Linked DNA regions of Mus musculus: region 2 is linked to region 1. A link is a contact called in public promoter capture Hi-C data. All regions are on one chromosome and are shown on one strand. Each heading gives the region's core, a stretch centred on a gene start, on an enhancer-like site or on the middle of the called end of the contact. The rest is flanking DNA. Distances are from core to core; before and after follow the strand shown.

The links. Promoter capture Hi-C pulls out the DNA fragments that hold promoters and counts their contacts.
Region 2: a promoter capture Hi-C map of liver shows a contact between it and region 1, with 2.5 times the contacts expected there. The contact joins the promoter of Iqub here to the enhancer-like site in region 1. A contact is called at or near these places in 4 of 39 promoter capture datasets (embryonic stem cells, hippocampal neurons and liver) and 1 of 115 datasets of contacts at active chromatin or transcription factors (astrocytes).

The regions. Positions count from the first base shown.
Region 1 is chr6:23,626,942-23,632,261 of GRCm38.p6, reverse strand. All of the region lies in intron 2 of Cadps2 (Ca2+-dependent activator protein for secretion 2), which reads left to right. Among named protein-coding and RNA genes, the nearest start is that of Rnf133, 21 kb to the left of the region's middle. Within about 2 kb of position 3,216, at least 7 of the 459 cell types and tissues checked have an H3K27ac peak or open chromatin away from gene starts, as enhancers often do. A contact at or near this core is called in liver, where this site is marked.
Region 2 is chr6:24,512,078-24,517,205 of GRCm38.p6, reverse strand. It overlaps Iqub (IQ motif and ubiquitin domain containing), which reads left to right and starts at 2,139. Exons shown (of 13, transcript NM_172535.3): 1 at 2,139-2,226.

The DNA.
Region 1 (5,320 bases), core at 1,967-4,466:
CTGCCTGAGCTGCTGCTGCCAGTGGTGAGAGAGGGGGCGGTGGGGGGGGGGGAGGGAGGAGGGTAGAGAAAGAGAAGAAGGAGGAGGAGGAAGAGGAAGAAGGGGAGGGGAGGGGAGAGAAGAAGAAGAAGAAGGAGAAAAAGCAGAAGAAGCAGAAGAAGAAGAAAAGAGGAGAGAATATATAAGAATGACTGAGAATGTCCCTGGTTGTCCTCATTTCTACTGGATACATTTGTGTCTGTGAGGGGTATTTATTTAATTTATAGTCATTTAAATATAGGGGTTTTTAGGCTTTTGTTCTTCCCGTGTGCTTTTATCATGCTTTTTTTCCTGACCATTATCCAAATGAAATTAGCTATCTTTAACACTCACTGTTTTGTCAAAAACCAGCAACAACAAAGTAAATCATATATAGGGACATATATTCTTCCACCTTTATTCTTTATTACAGTTACAAAGAGAATGAAAATCCTATTTTCTCACCTTAGTTTCCATAAGCTGTGACTCAAAAGGTATTCTGTTCTTCTTTATTCTCTCTTCCTGCCTTACTTCCAGCCCTATAACCCTTCTACTTGTCAGATCTCCTGTCTCAATGTAATTATTGGTCTCTGCCTTATCTCCAACATTTTGCCATCTACCCTTGCCGCTGGCATCTCAGTTTGAGATATTTTTTAGTGTATTTAACACTAGGTCACCTAACCACAACTGGGCCCTGCATTAGTTAGGATTCTCTAGAGGAACAGAACTAATAGAATGAATCTGTATTACAGTGGGAATTTATTAGGTTAGCCTCATGGAATGGGCAATCAGGCCATGCACTGGTGGTGCTGAGAACTTGTCATCTACCCACTATGAGGTTGGATGACCCAACAGTTCTCATTTAACACTGAAAGCCTAGAATACTGTTAGGGAGCCGATGGTCTGTTCTTTGTTGAAAGGCTGAAGAAGGTAGGTTGTAATGACAGCAGTTTAACAGCAATTACAGCAGCAATTGAGTGGACATATTCACCAGCAAGGACTGAAGGCCTACAGGCAAAATCAGCACTGGTTTTCCCTCTGTCCTCTTTATATGTGGAATGCTCTTTGGGAGAAGTGCTGCCCATTCAACAGGGTGTTTCCTTCCCTTTTCATGTTTCCAGGAAACATTCTCCAGACTTACCAAGAGGCATGACTCTTAGTTGATTGCATACCTAATGAAGTTGGTGAGCAGAATTAGCCATTACATCATCAACTAGAACCTGGAACTCTCTACTGTCCGCATGCCAGTCTCTCAGATATCTAGTGCTCTTCCTGACTTCAAATATTACTATAGTCATAGAAGGCTTTATATGTAATCTCTGTATATAGTAGGAAAGTTTTTTAATCACTCTTTGAAGATATTAACGTTTTATTCTTTTTGGTTCCATCTATTGTTTTTTTTTTAATTTTTTATTAGGTATTTTCCTCATTTACATTTCCAATGCTATCCCAAAAGTCCCCCATACGCTATTGTTTTTTTTTTTTTTTTGAACTGTGTTTTATTCTCCCCTTTATCTTTACACAGTTCAAAGGCTATTAAAGACACAGGCCTCTTGCCCCTGTTCTGGGCTCTCCCCTATGTAGCTCTCACTTCCCAGCAGAGTTGTTAACTCCATTTCCTTTGTTTCCTCTCCTTTTGTAGGAGGGTCTGTTACTGCCCTTGCTCTTTTTCCTTTTGTTGTTGGCCTTTCCCCCTTGCGGAGCTGGAGCTTGTCAACATTTAGTCTTTGATGGATTTATCTGTGTGCCGTGAACACTGAGCAGAATCCGAGCATTCTGTTATCATTTAGCAAATGTCAGTTACATAGTTAGAGTGAGTTAGTGCAGCCTTGGTTATGGTTCTATAGGAGAAGGAACTCAGCAACAATGTTCGTTTGTGTCTTTACTTCAAAACTAGAGTCACTCAAGGGAATGTAAGCTCCTGGCTACACATTAGACAGTGAGGAAAAAAACAAACAAAAACAAAATAAACTGCTCATATAGAGTATTAGAAATGAGTAGTTTTACTGTAGTGAGACTATCAGTATATATTTTGCTGGTCCGTGTTTATGCTCATTATACCAGTTCTAAAAGAGCCAACTTCAGGTATTTTCTAGAGAAGCAACATTACATGTAGTACCAGTAGTTATTTTCGTGGATCAGGTGAAAAACAAACTAAATAAAATTGAGCAGGAAAGCCATAATGCATAACAATAGAAGAAAGCTCCTATGAGCAATGAAAACAATAAAACAAATACTAGAATTAGGAGGGGGAACATCTGAGGAAGAAAGAAATCCCAGAGAGAGTCCCCTTCTACCAACCCCAGACCTCAGACCAGACCTCACTAAACATATGTGTCATGGTATAACAGTAAAGTTACCGTCTTGCCATAGTGATGGACATAGGGAATCTATTTCCTCCCAGTTCTGGGTGAAGTCCACAGGGAGATGCTAGTGTCCAGAACTCACTAGAAATCTCCTAGTATGGATGGTGCTCTGAAAGGGGCACCCTTGACATATCTGAAAAAGGAGTTGTCCATAGTTAAGTGTCACCAGGACAGCAATGAATAGCAAGCCCTCCTTCTACCAGTGTGCCACCTAGGCTCACTTAATTGTTACTGCTCTAAGTGGTGTGAGACAGGGCTGCCTAGATTCCTGGGCATCTATAGCACCTTTAGAAAGAGTTATAACAAAAATTATATGTATACATATGTATACAGTTAAGAGTCTTTAATTAAAATATAATTGTATGTAATTGGTTGTCACTGAATCCACATAACTCTACTCAAAGTCCCAGCGGCAGCAGTGGCACTCTTTGCTACCCACCTCAATGTTCTGGGTTCCCAAATGAAAGACACACACACACACACACACACACACACACACACACACACACATATGACCTTTATATTTTAATATGCCTTAGTCAGCTCATTGGCTGGGCCACTTTCAAAACTCCAGGTGGTTAACATACTCCTCTCTGTTATCCCTGACTTATTACTTACTAAAACCTATATTCTAACTTGGCTGCCCTGGACCCAGACCTATAGCCCTCTCACGCTGAATTCCCCAGCACCTACATGATGGCTGTGTTCTTTTTCCAGCACCTCTCTGACATGGCCTCTACTCCTGTCCTGGCATGGGGGCTCTCTCTCTTCCTGCTACTTCCTCTGTCCTTTGCCCAGAAATTCTACAGTCCTGCCTCTCTCTCCATGCCCAACTGTTGGCTGCCAGCAACTTTATTTACCAACCAAAATCAATGGTGGGCAGAGTCCCTCAGTGTCTTATGTGTGGATTTTGTGCCATTTTGATGACCAAATTAGCACAATTTGTGCAGCATTAAATCAAATCCACAACAATTAATAGGTATCATGGTATAATTGTGTGCTTTTTTATGTATAAGGTATAAGCACAAAGTTTCTTCATATGGACGGTCAGTACCTCATGAGCAAAGCAGTATCAGCTAAGAAAGAGAAGAGAAATCGTGACATCCCCATGAGGACTTAAGAAATGTCATTTCCTGACAAAATACAGCATTGAGTGTCTGAGTTTCCTTCTCCCCGACTTAGAGTTGTTAAAGACACCGTTAGTTCCACGCCTTTTTAAAACAAGGGTTTTGCTTTACAATCATGTTTATCCTTAAACTAACTACACAGTTAGGCTTGAACTGGTGATTTCCCTACCTCAGCTTCCCAGGTGCTAGGACTATTGGATCAAGCCATGGTTGTTCTTATACCTCTCTAAATATATTTTGTTATGGCTTGAAGACATTAAAAACTAAACAAAACAAAACAAAACAAAACAAAACAGATAATAGAGACTTTCTTATCACAAGTGACTTAGAGATATAGAGAGATAGCACACATTTTTGTATAGGTATTATAAATGTGGTTGCCATAGGTAGAAGTTACTAATGCTTTAGTATCTGAGTGTCATTGACTGAGATAGGAAACAAGAACAGCTTTTGTGAAGGACTCAAAAGAGGAAAACTAAAAGCATTTGGGGAAATTTGGGGGTCAGGTGGACACATATGCCAGCTAGTTAAACAGAAAGACAAGTGAGTCACCTGACATGTGTAGAACATGTTTGTAACCGGTTTATGTATAAGTGGACATGGTGGGGTAGTCACATGATGTAGCCCTAGCTGTAAGAGTACTTTATCATTATGATTTAGTTTTTAGGAACAAACTAGCCATTTAGGGGAGTTGGAGATAAGGCTCAGCAGTCAAGAATGCTTGCAGCACAGTCATAAAAACGCCAATGCCCAGTCCAGGTGAGAGGATACCTGAAAAGCCCCCAACCACTCAGAGGAGAAGGAAATGGGGGGGTGAAGGATTGTAGGAAGAGGTGGCTGGGATAGAGCAGGATATAAGGTGAATAAGTAAAAAAGGAAACTAAATTTTAAAAGAAAGATTCCTCATATCCTCTTCTTGTCTCCAGTTATGTGTTGGTGCTCACAACCCTCACATCCATGTATGCACACGTGCACACACATGTACAGACACACACACACACACACACACACACACAAACAAAGTAACTTTTAATTGACATTTTCATTCTAGAAGGATTATAGCAGCATTCAATACATGGTAGGTGCCTTAATTTTTCAGACTCTTCTGCAAGAAGCTTGTGTCAAATATGAAGAAGAAAACAGGAAAATTAGCTGTATCATTTGATTAGTATCCATGACAAAATGGTTGGATTCATATGTCAACAATATGCTTATATATCTTACAGGTGGTCCCCTCTCCTTGCATCTATTCCCTGTAGCTATGAGACAAGTGTTAAGAAGCTAGGGAGCTAATGAGATCGTAGTTACATAGGATATCTATTTACATCAAGTGCAGTTCTACAAAACTGTTGGCCCCCAACCCCTCCTGTGCTTAAAGAGTTTCCCCAAATTCCCAAGTAAACATACAGAAGTTAGCCATGTATTTCCAGCCGCTTTCTTAACCATTTGAGTGAAATGAGAGAGGTGGGCGGCTAGTAAGAGAGGAACAAGGAGTTATAAACAATAGTTACTTCTTCCAGTTTTTGGAACTGCGAGGTGCTAAGTGGCACCTAAAGTAAGTGTCTACTAAATGACTCTTATTTCCTAGACTGTTGTCTTAGCACTTTGTTCTCAGGCTGCAGAGGATGGTGCCAGGACGTCACTGGGTCTCCACTTTTGAGAAACCTTTGGCATCTGAGTCCTTGACCTTCAGGTTGGACAAATGTAGGTTATCTCACAATTTCCTCAGAGTTGCTTACAACTTCTCTCAACCTTTCAACCATTTAGAGATTTGGGTCTCGTCTCATAAGTTATCATGTATTATAGTTG
Region 2 (5,128 bases), core at 890-3,389, 890 kb before region 1:
GAATGGGAACATAGCAAACCACATGAGTAAAGACAGAGTGTGTTTTGAATGTGCCATAGAACTCATAATTGTGTTCCCTACACTGTTAGTTAATTTTCAAAGCAGTCTTCAAATGTTGCATATCTAAGTATAACAATGCTATATTAATTTCTGTATATGATTGTAAATTGCAAGATATGCTTCAGGTACCATGATTCATATTCATTCTCTCTCTCTCTCTCTCTCTCTCTCTCTGACCTTGTAGCTTTCTTAGAGATAAACATATACTACTTGTTACAGAATATCACATTTTACTCTTTGGATTCCTTTCTCCAGAGTAAAACAGGCCTTCAGATCTCTGCAAGAGAAAGTTTTCCATAGCTCATTTGTAAGTAAACCCAACCTAAGTTGCTACAAGGCTGTTTGTGGTCTCTACCCACTTTAGTATGAACAAGTGCTTTTGTCACAGCTGTCCATGTATTTGATTGAGGACTGAAGATGCATCAGTACAAACTATCTACATTATCTTTCAAAATTCAGTGACATCTTGAACATCTGGTGGACCTCAAAAATTTCAAGAGGATGGGGCTTCACAAGTTCACAAATGATGCAAATTAAGTCAGGGATAAGTTCAAAACAATTTTTAGGTCTTTGGTATTATAAATATCCATTATAATAGTTTTCCTACTTACCTGTTTAGGTCTTTAGTATTATAAATAATTATTCTAATAGTTTTTCTACTTACCTGTTTTTTATAGAGATACATTTCCATGTGGAGTTACTTTGAAATGCTTGATTTCATAAAGCCACTAGGTGGCGACTTTGTAAAAGTGGAAGCACATTAAAAGGAACAGCCTATGACTAAGTGCAAGATGACATTTTGAACAAGACCTAAGCAAGGGCATAGATTTAGGATAAAAAGTAAAATTGGATAAAAAAAAAGCATGGATTTGTTTTTATTTTCTGATTAATACTATTTTTCTATTGCTGTTTTCATTCAGGGGACATCGACATTTTTATAGCCAAGCACGTTTATGTATTTGTGAGATAGAAAGTGTGTGTGTGTGTGTGTGTGTGCCTTTGATGTGTTAGTAACCTATCCAAGTAACCTATGTAGATAGACCATCTAAGAAAAGTACATTCTATAAAGCTAAGTTTGTAGTACATTATCAGTAAGTTATTAAGACAGGTGGTGGGTATCAAGCTACATTTAGCAGTGGAAAGAATATGAATTTTTCTGCTGCCTCTATTCCTAACCCTGGTGTTTGCATACTGCCCCTAACAGGAGAATAATGAATGATAAGCCTTTGAAAGTGATGGGGTGGGAAAGTGATGTCAGCAAATTGATGAGAGTGGATTTGTAGCAACAAGGTATAAAGAAGGCAACGGCTTTTATAATGAGGGGAATGGACTTTATAACACGTTTTTTAATTTCATTAAGCTCTTTAAATATCAAAGGATGTTAAACATAGCACATAGTAAGGGTTTTAAAAAATCTGGGCTCTCGATTCAGATTGGATTTTAATACTGGCTCTCATTTAATCTTTGTGTGTTTCATTTTTTTTTTTAAATAGTATGGCAGTGCTAATAGCAATCCTTCAATAGAATCATTGCATTGGCTATTCGAAATACAGATACGGTGCTATGCTTAATGATATTACTAAACCTTTGCTGTTATTGTGAGATAACCACATGAAATTTGTGCAGGGAACATATTTGATCCTTTCTCTAAAACTGATTTTAAGACTAAAGAACGTGGTGATAGAAAAAGCTTTGCTTCTCCTGACTTATAAAAGCAGAGTAGTTATTAATTCTTCCTGTTCTTTCTGGCTGCCAGGAAGCTAAAGGAAAGATCTTAACTGGACAAAAGAACTTAGGTAGCACACAGTTGTGTTCCTTTATAATCCCTGTCTCTCAGTGTTCACATTTGCATTTTTAAAAGAAGGTAACCCGTGAGCTTAGACTGTTTACAGGACTGCCTTTTCAGAAGTGTGAGAGAACTCCCGGAGAAAGGTTAACTTGGAATAATCTTTAGGTCTCAGTTCCTGGCGCCAAACAATCTCTACTTCTGGCTCCTCTGCTTTTGCTCTTGCTGGCTGTTTCCTTTCCCACTGCGCGGGGGCGGTGCCCTGGCAGAGGAAGCTGGCAGTTGCTAGGATACGCCAGCAACAGAACATCTAAGCAGAAAGGAGCTGCTTCCGAGGACTGGTGAAGCCTCTTGGTCTGTGATAGCTATTTCTTGAACAGGTAAGAGGACACGTTTGGCAGCCCTTTCCTAGATGGCTGCTGGTTCTAACTGGGGGTGAGCCTGGCATGCTAGGCCTTGCAGGGGTGCCGATCTCTCTTGGATACAGGGCTCTCTGGTCAGAGGACAGTGCTCCTTAACTTTACTTAAAAACAGAAAACTTACAAAGCATCACACCGCTTTTGACCCTTCTCTAGTTACCCCCCTCCCCACTGATATGGTATCTTGAATCAACAAGATCACTCTGGGAGGTTTACACCACCCCGCCTCCTGGGTGCTAAGGAGAGGAGAGTGCCCGCATCTGGTACTGGTCTATGGACACCATTTCCAGTCTGCAGGGAATTCAGCCTTTAGACTTTCCTTACCAGGAATGCTGCTTTCCTCCAGTCATTGTCTTACCTACTAACAAAAACTTCAGTAGGCCTATAAAATAAAAGACAAGACAGAATCTCTGTCTTACCAGTATTCTACATGTAGCAGGCTTTAATGGGAAGAAATGAAGTGGCAGACTTTTTATATACAATCTTAATAGCCACTGAGTTTTATTTTAAAAGTAAAATAAAGACTGAAACATATTTGAATGGATAATATATAAAAATGAAGGAAATTCAGCATCCTTGGAGATGCATGCCCTTAGCACTGGGGAGATGAGGCAGGAGGATGGCAAGTTTAAGGCCAGTCTGGGATGCATAATGAGATGCTGTGCCAAGAGGTCCATACCTCCATCCAATAGCGTGACACTCTGTCTTTGTTATTGTTCTATTGCTTTGAGGAGACACCATGACCAAGCCAACTCCTAGAAAAGAAAGCACTTAATTGGAGGCTTGCTTACACTTAGTAAGTTAGTCCCTTCTCATCATGGTGGGTGAGCATACAGGCCTGGTACTAGAGCAATAGCTGAGAGTACTACATCCTGGTCCCCAGGGAGAAAGAGGGTGGTGGGCAGAGAGGCATGAGCTTTTGACACCTCAAAGCCCACCCCCAGTGACATACCCTCTGACAAGGTCATACCTCCAAATCCTTCTAATCCTATCAAAGCGTTCCACTCCCTGGTGACTAAGGATTCAACTATATGAGCCTATAGGGGCCATTCTTCCTCAAACCACCGCATACTTTAACAATGAAACACTGAATTGTAAACATCTTAAAACCATTTCAGACCTTCCCTCCACACAAATATCAAAGGGCTGGAATACAGTGTCAAATTTTAAGAAAAGAATTTTATTTATGGACTTTAATGGAGATCTTTGTGTCTTTTCACCTAATTATAGAAACTTCTTTCATAGTGTGTTTAAATTTGTAAATAAGACGATGTACATTTGTTGCAGCCCTATTTTCTACTTGTATAAAAATTGAAGACAGGGGGCTGGAGAGATGGCTTAGTGGTTAAGAGCACTGACTCTTCTTCCTGAGGTCCTGAGTTCAATTCCCAGCAACCACATGGGTGGCTCACAACCATCTGTAATAAGATCCGATGCCCTCCTCTGCTGTGTCTGAAAACAGCTACCGTGTACTCATATACATAAAATAAATAAAATCTTAAAAAAAAGAAGACAGTTTAAATGTTCATCAGTAGAGCAACAATAGAATATACTGTGGCTTACTTGTCTCTGTAATGAAGTTACTGTACAATTATTGAGACAAATGAGGTAGACATAGTACTTTAAAATGTTAAATACAGAATGAGTAAAACCCACAAAGCTGCATCAATGTTTAAAAACGCAGAAAAGTTTATATATTTTAGGATATAGGGTTCCAATTATAAATTCATCAAGGAACAATTTGTAAAATTATATTGCTTGACTCTAAGAAGTAAAACTAGAGTATTAACAATAGAGGTTTATTTCACTGTTTATTTTCTCCCTTTCTGTTCTACTGGCTTAATTTTTTTTCCTTTTAAGCATATTCTGTGTTCTTAAAAACTATATTAACTTAATTAACAGTACTCTTTTAACATTAATTGAAAAACTTGCAAATGAATAAAAACACCGCAAATCAAAATTAAGCAGACCCAAAGTCTATAAAACTCAGTGAACTTCTGTGCCATGAGAACAGGCATCCGGAGTAGAAGTTGTGGACCCTCTCATACAATTTGACACTTCCCAGACTGAATAGATTTTATGTACTTACTCACCACCAAACCCAAATTTGGTCATGACAAAATTAGAATTACAAAATAGTTATCTTTAAATTCCCCTTCCTGGCTTTTGTTATTAAAAACTGTACTAAAGTTTAGAAAGTTGAAAGCTAATTAAGAACATCTTTTCAAATCGTACCTGGGATGCTGTTGATACTATTTATGCTAGGAGCATCCCTGCACTTCCAGCTCGTCCTGTAATATGTGTGCTTGATCATTTACATGTAAAACTTGCTGCGGTGAGTGTTTATACACATTTCTGTGTGCAAGTGGAGTGTGTTAATAGACATATGGGGAGTGTTAGGAATAGTTATTAATTAGCAGCAGACTGAAGATGGAAACCTGCTGGATACACTCTACCCCATTTTAAATCATTCCCGTGTTTCAGACTACCAAATACAGGACAGTTTCTGATTGTGAAATTAGCGTTTAGCTTCGGGAGGTGACCACCTGTCGCATATAGTGGGGCAAACAAATATCAGCTTGTTTGTGTTGATGGAATTGGCAGTCCCAAGAGCATTCCTGTCATTATGGTGCCATGGTGCCGCCTGAAATGAGGTGATACAGTCAGAGGATCTCTTGTCAGATTGGCACCATGTTGCTTGGGCTTTCAGTCTTCAGGACTGTGAGTTAGATAAAGCTACCTTTCTTTTTAAAACATCAATCTCAGGATCTTAGGATAGTTGCCTCAGTCCCTCCTGAAGGGAGCACCCTGGTGACTTCCCACTAGGTTCCATCATTTAAAGAAGCTTGGAACCCCCAAGATA